Linked DNA regions of Gossypium hirsutum: region 2 is linked to region 1. The links are chromatin contacts, called in public Hi-C maps. All regions are on one chromosome and are shown on one strand. Each heading gives the region's core, a stretch centred on a gene start, on an enhancer-like site or on the middle of the called end of the contact. The rest is flanking DNA. Distances are from core to core; before and after follow the strand shown. Region 1 overlaps LOC107931059. Region 2 holds the start of LOC107931042 (leucoanthocyanidin reductase).

The links. Hi-C and Micro-C count contacts between places; a contact is called where the count stands out from the background.
Region 2: a Hi-C map of leaf shows a contact between it and region 1, with 2.3 times the contacts expected there. The contact joins the promoter of LOC107931042 here to the enhancer-like site in region 1. A contact is called at or near these places in 5 of 34 Hi-C or Micro-C datasets (callus and leaf).

The regions. Positions count from the first base shown.
Region 1 is chrA12:108,168,862-108,172,641 of Gossypium_hirsutum_v2.1, reverse strand. It overlaps LOC107931059, which reads right to left. Exons shown (of 14, transcript XM_016862844.2): 11 at 3,657-3,704; 12 at 3,454-3,564; 13 at 3,265-3,355; 14 at 2,633-3,169. The coding sequence ends at 3,069. Among protein-coding and RNA genes, the nearest start is that of LOC107931059, 5.3 kb to the right of the region's middle. Within about 2 kb of position 1,616, at least 2 of the 9 cell types and tissues checked have an H3K27ac peak or open chromatin away from gene starts, as enhancers often do. A contact at or near this core is called in leaf, where this site is marked.
Region 2 is chrA12:108,251,715-108,255,494 of Gossypium_hirsutum_v2.1, reverse strand. LOC107931042 (leucoanthocyanidin reductase) reads left to right here and starts at 1,625. Exons shown (of 5, transcript XM_016862817.2): 1 at 1,625-1,997; 2 at 2,195-2,335; 3 at 2,745-2,982; 4 at 3,672-3,780. The coding sequence starts at 1,782.

The DNA of each region.
Region 1 (3,780 bases), core at 367-2,866:
ACTCGGTTTGTAAGCATGAAATAATGGAGATCAAATATGCAAGTCCAAACTTCCTACAACTGTCCTCGCTAGGAAATGAAATGAAATAATGAAGACAAAACTTTCTATATCTATATATTTATTATAAATTCTGTACTTGAATGATCAAGTATTCAGTGAGAAAAAGAATAACATTTATTACTACTTAATGTAGAAGATGTTATTATTTTTTAATTATAAAATAGGATATTTAAATATTTTTACAAAATTTTATTTATACTAAAATCTTTTTTTTTCAATTTTATTAATAGTTTTAGTAAAATGTGACTAACTTGGTAATGAGGGGCATGGGTTTTGATATTATTTGTTTGGAATAGGGATGCAAATAAAATAGAGCGATGGTAAGCGATTTAAGTTCGGTTTGAAAAAAATTCAAATCAATAAAAGTAATTATCGATTGAGTTGAATTTGAGTACCATAATACACGATTTGAAAGGCTTTGTAAGCTTAATCAAGCATTTTATTTTAATATATTTTTATATTATGAAATTATATTTTTACTTTTATTATATAAAAAGGTAAACTACACTTGAGGTCACTAAACTATTAGTAAATTTATGTTTTGGTCACAAAATTTTAAAAAATTACAAATTGGTCCTTGGATTATTTGAAAATATTCATTTAAGTTATTGAATTTTTGAGTTTTGTTTTTTTTCAAAGTTTGGCTAGTGAGCTCTAATCAATGGCTTGACAATTTGTATGGTGGTTTAGTACTAGACTTAATCATAGGCTAGGTCGGGTCGTTGCAAAATGTTAGAAAACGAATCTAAAATTCTACCCAAATTAATAATGCTAAACCCAAACTTGACCCAGCTTGCCCTATTTAAAAAATGGGCCTTATTTTTTTGTTTAAGCCTATTTTTCATGCCTATAATTTTTCCCCAACCGTCCCACTTTTTGGGCGGGTTTTTGGGCCTAGGCAGGTGGCTTGGCCCATGACTAAGTCTAATTAGTGCACATCAATGAGAAAAAAAACACCTTAGATCCAAATCGGTTTCATGGTCAATGTTAGAAATCGAAGAAGAAAGCTATTTGAATTTTGGTTTGTAAATTCGCGATGTTTAAAGCTGTTTCATAAAAAAAAACTAAATTATAGAAGAGAAAGGGAAGAAGAGTTTCTATTTGGTGCAAGCAGTGCAAAAAAAGCCACGCAACAACGATTTAATAGCCCAATGACTTCAATGGAAACTTTCAAACATTTCAATGACCAATTTGTAACATTTCGGAGTTGAGTGACCAAAACGTAAACTTATTAATAATTTAATGACCTTAAGTTTAATTTACCTTATAAAAAGAGTTTAAATACAAGTGAGCTCAAACTTGAATATAAACAAGGTTAATCGAGTTCAAATTTAATCAAGAATACAAAATTTAAAAAATAAATTCAATCAAGCTCAAATTTAAATAACCCGATTAAATCTCAAGCTTAAAAGTTTATATTTAATTAAACTCAAACTAAACATTTTAAGCTTTCCACTATTCGAGTTTGGTTCAGTTTACATCAAAGAGACGTAGCGGGAGCAGGAATGCGCGTTATTAGCTGAGAATGGCCGGCCTTTGTCTCATTGTCCCATGTAGTGGCCGTGCTCTTGACATGCTCTTGTCGTGAGATTATTATATAATATGGCAGGACTTGGAAGAGAAGTGGTTGAGTCATGGCGTCATTTTCTTATTTTTCCTTCTGCCACCCTAACAATCGACATTAACGAGCTTAATCCTTTTTATGAACTCAAAACAATGAAAGGGCCAATTGGACTTGTATTAGAATTTTCAAAGGTGGTTAAAATTCGATTTGAGTAAAATAATTTAATTGTTTTGAATTTTAGATTAATTCAATCGAATAAGTTATTCGATTTTTTTGAATCAACTCGAATAAATAATTAATTTTTTTGAGTTTGAATAAGTTATATTTACAACTCAAATAACTCGAATAATAAATTAATATAAATACTCTTCGAATACCTAACAGTTTTGAAAATATGCAAATTAATCTCTTTAATTTTTTAAAAAAAGTCAAAATATTCTTCAAAACATTTATGAAATATTTTTTCCAAAATTCATAAATATATATATTCAAAAAATTAAAAATTCTAAAATTATTAAAAAGTCTTTAAAAAAATACAAATATGCTAAAATATAAATTTATAGAAAAAATCCAAAATAATTAATTTGAAGCTTGAACAAGTAAATTATTAAATCAAATTTATCATACTAATTATCTTATTTTTCTCTTGTTTTGTTTCAAAAGAGTTTTCATATATATATGTTTAACTCGAAATTTAGTCATATTGTCAACAAAATTTTATGGCCACATTAATTTTTCTTAATTTAATTTGAAAAAAATTATTGTTTCGATTCGATTTTCATTTCACTCAACTCAATTTAAAAAAAATTTCAAATCAAGTTAGGATGACAAGGAATTATCAACTCGACAAATTTTTTTTTCACTCAATTCGACTTGACTTAATCAAATGCTCATCCTATTCACAACTCAAACTCAGTCCAAACATGATAAGCCCAGCCCACTTCACTTAAACACGATAAAATTGCACGATACAACATAACGATACTAAATCAATACCATGAACACAAATTTACAAACATATCGAAATTTATATAACATGAATTGTTAACGTGTTGAAATCTAAGTGTATAATATTGTAAGCATGATTACGACACAAAAATACAAAAGAACATATGACATGAACTATAAACATGAACTTTAGATGCCATCCTATCATAATCACTAAAGAGAAAAAGAAATGGCAATGACATTGCCATGGTCATGGACTGACTGGCACTATAGTGAAACATCACAAATTGCCTATCAGAATTCACAAATTCTAAAATAATGAATCAAATCGGCTTCAAGGATTTACGTATTACCGTTAACTTCAAATTGAATCGGTAAGATGTTAGCCTATAAAAGATTCTTCAATTTCAAATTTAGCAATTTTGTAAGCTGGATTTAACGAACCAGAGCTCTGAGAATAGAAAATGAGGCTTATTTTGGAAGGAATGCCAAGTGCTTACGAGTAAGAGTTTGCAGTTAGTTTTCTTTCAACAGCTACTACCCATTCACAGACGATGCTATTCACCTTTTGTGGCTGCTCATCATGGGGACAATGACCTGAAATGTTAAAAGTCGGGGGAGCAGTAAAAGCATGGGAGAATGACAGAGAAAGGATCATGAGAGGTTATTTTGGGGATAGAAAGGCTTATTACCAGCGTCCAATTCCCTTATTGCAAGACCGGTACAATGTTCTTTGAGTATGGCTAGTTTGGCCTTTGAGTCTAAGAGTGGATCTTTCATTCCCTAACAAGATATACGGATTGAAACAACAGTAAGTAAAAGACCACAAACCCATGGAGAGAGATTATAAACTTCTTTTTTACTGAATAGAGAGAATTTACCTGCAGAATTAGAACCTTTTCCTCGTATCCTTCCAAGAGATAATTCAAAGGGATTGAGAGGTCAAAGCTGAAAATACTTTCCAGCACCACTGTCACACCAGGATCATAGGACTTAAAGTTTGTTAAGTTCATTTTTTCAGAGGAAGAAGATATTATAATAGTGTGTGTACATTGTCTTGAAATTCAAATAACAGTGAGGATACTGCCCTCAGCATTTCATTAATAAGCCAATCATCAGCTCGGTTGGTTTTCTGCAAAAGTCAAAGGCCATTGAACTCAGTCAAGCAACGTGCAAAATGATATGCAAAATAAGAAAACAGGAAGCAG
Region 2 (3,780 bases), core at 376-2,875, 83 kb before region 1:
AGAACCCAAAATTCAAAAAGGACTCTTATCTACTGGTCAAGAACCTGACTATCAAACCATATTTTAACTGAGATCTACCCATTCTTCCCACATAATAATGTAGGTATAGAAATAAATTTATCCTAACCTTCAAATTTTAATTAAATTATTTTAATTTAGATAAAAAAATTAAATAATATGTTAATTTTAATACATTAACCTGATAATTTATGTGTATTTCACTGTTAACATAGATTATTTTTTAAAAATTCTTTTATGAACTTTGAAATTTGTTGAATTTTAAATATTTCTATTTATTTTTGTAAAATTTTTATTAATTAATGTTGTTAAAATTTGAATGATTTAATTAACTTTTTCATCTTAAAAAAACCAGTTTGACTAAATTTTTATTAAGTAGGCAAACATCAATTTGACAAAAAATATGAACAATAAAGACTAAATTTATCATTATGTCTATAATATATGTAATTATTATTTTTTTGTTTTTAAAAAATGTGTAATATGTAAAAAGTTTGGTCTATTTATAAAATTAAATTTGCACCAAAAAAAGTAAAACATAAATATGTACTTGGAATTGGTTTTTGAGTTCTAATTATTATGAGAAAAAGGAAATAAGATTTAATAATCGTTTAAACATCCACATATCTGATACTCACATTAAGCATGAATTATACTTTAATTTGAGATTCATCAAACTTCTAAATTAGAGAAAAACAAATTCAATATTATTTTTTCCATCCACATAACTTGAACCTGAGCTCAACACACATTAAACTTCATTTTACTTAACCAACAAGCATAGGTAGAGATTTAATGATTTTTGGTTCTACAAACTATACCCACAACCACTTCTACGCTGGAAATTAATATAGTACCGTACCTAAGTACACATTAACTAATCAATTGCTATTGGCCTAAGTTCCAAGATAATTGTTAGAAGGAAAAATCAAAAGTACTTGAAATGCAATATTTTTTTAGAAACATACGGGTCAAGATTTAATTCCCATAAAAAAGTGGCCATACAAGCAAGCATATTACAATGAAGAACGGTCCTTGAGAGTGCCCAAAGGCAGACTAAGACCGATGTCAACAACCTTGATCATAAACAAGGTGAAGGCGGTGGTATGGAAACCGAAACAGAAAAGCAAAAAGGTTTAATTCTGCTGTTAGTCTCTATACTTTTTAAAATTTAAAATTTCAATCCTCACTAAACGGTAATTACTAAATCTTAAAATGTCACTTCAACTTGTTATTTTCACATATAGCTTTCTAAAAATTCAATTAATGGATTCATTACTGCCAATTTTGTGAAGACTGAAATTTCAAATTTTGAGAAGTATTAGGACTTAAAATGATCTAATTGGAGAATATGAACTAAATCTATAATTATACCCATAGTGCAAAACTAGTAATTGTATTTAACCAAATATATTTAAATGCTATTGTTTGGGTCAAGACTAAAATTACAAAACTAAAAATGATCAAATTAAAGTAAAAGGAATAAATCCATAACTTTCAAAAAGTATAGGGACTAATAGCATAATTTTACTAAAAGAAAAACACAACAAAGCAAGCAAGCCATTGGTTAAATATATAATTGAGAATGGTAAAAGTTCCCTTCCTAATTCGAGCTATCAATGCGCCATCGCGATTTTCTACCCACCCTTTAAACCGCTCACCTCTATTTAAACACAATTGGATATTTCTTTTTACTCACCCTCTTTCCTTACTTTCCTTTTGTGCCCCAAAATTTCTAAAGTTGAAAACAAAAGCAAGCAATTATGAAATCAACACAAATGAATGGTTCATATCCAAATGAGTCAGAGGCCGGTCAGACTGTAGTTATCGGTTCAAGTGGGTTCATAGGTCGGTTCATTACCGAGGCCTGTCTAGACTCAGGCCGGCCAACGTATATCTTAGTCCGCTCTAGTTCAAACTCTCCCTCCAAAGCTTCCACCATTAAGTTTCTTCAAGACAAAGGAGCCATCGTTATATATGTAATTTACCATTTTCTTCTCGGCATCTCTTCGTATTTATATATCCTTGAATTTTCAAGAAATTTTCTTTTTGTGCATGTATATATATATTTGTATAGGCAAAATCATGTTCTATACAGCAATACCTATGCATATACATACATGTACATTTATGTATTATATACAAGTTTACGCAAGAACTGAAAATGTTATAACAGGGTTCTATCACCGACCAAGAATTCATGGAGAAAGTTCTGAGAGAATATAAGATAGAAGTTGTAATATCTGCTGTAGGAGGGGAGAGCATCTTGGACCAGCTCAGTCTAATAGAGGCTATTAAGAATGTAAACACTGTGAAGGTATATTTCTGCTCAACATATATGGTTGTGTGTTATGTCATGTGATAGCATGCAATCAGATCCACTCTTGATATTTTTGAGACATTAGGTAAAATAATAAATTGAGACTCTTTTTAAAAATTTATAAAATATAATACAATAAAATAAAAAATTGGAGACCCTTTTCTTCTTTCTTTTCCTGCCTATAATAAAGTGTACGTCAAAAAATTTAAAAAGTTGAAAATTATTTTCTACCTTGAAAGTTGAAAATTTTATTTTTGGGCCTCTTCCAGCCCTAGGCCTTGGTGGTCGCACTCCCAAACTACCTTAAGGTTGGGCCTGCATGCAATGCAAGATCAAGGACTCCAAAACTGCATAAAGTTCATGATTCATAAGGCACTATTTTAATGGATGAAATATATATTTGCAGAGGTTTGTACCGTCGGAATTTGGTCATGACATAGATAGGGCGAAACCGGTGGAGCCGGGGCTGACCATGTATGAGCAAAAGAGCAAGATTAGGAGGCAGATAGAGGAATGCGGGATCCCGTACAGTTACATATGCTGCAACTCCATTGCTGCTTGGCCCTACCATGACAACACTCATCCAGCAGATGTTCTACCACCCCTTGATAGGTTCCAAATCTATGGTGATGGCGCTGTCAAAGGTACCCCAGCTCCACATCTTTCCTTTCTTTGAAATTTATTATTTTCTCCATCATCATCGTTGTTGTTTTTGTTTGAAAATATTATATAATAAAGGCTTTACCTAATTCTACTTTAGTTTTTTCAAAGAAAATCAATGTCTCAGAATTAAATCACTCCCCAATCCTCACACGGGTGTCTTGGTTTTGAAGCTTGTCCCTGGCATATTACGTACTTAAAATAATACTTCTATCGTACCAAAGAATATACAGTTGAGAACATGGGAAAAGTTTGGAATGGTTCAACCTAGTCAAAGGTTGCGTTTAGTCAAGCAAGCAAAATTTGACTAATTTAACGTTTTGTCTTTGTTGTTGAGGCAAAAAAAAAGGGTAATAGAAATTTTCAAGGCTAGGAGATTTTCCTCTCGGCAGTTTTAATAAGACCCAAAGTGTCAAATGTCACAGAGACACGTAACTGATATGTTGGGGGGTGTTAGGTAGCGAAGGATCACGTGATCATCTCCCAACACTTTTCTATCTCCCATTGCTTCTTTTCCTCTTACATTACAACATAAAAAAAAGTTGGTAGCATTTTAAGAAATTTTCTACCCTTCTAATAATGTGTAAATCAGTCAAAGACATTGCACTACCCTTCATATAGCTTGTTCACTACCTGAATAGGGATTTAATTCAATTTTGTGGTGAACTCACAGCATACTTTGTGGCGGGTTCCGATATTGGAAAGTTCACTGTCATGTCCACTGATGATGATCGAACACTAAACAAAACCGTCCATTTTCAACCTCCAAGTAACCTATTAAA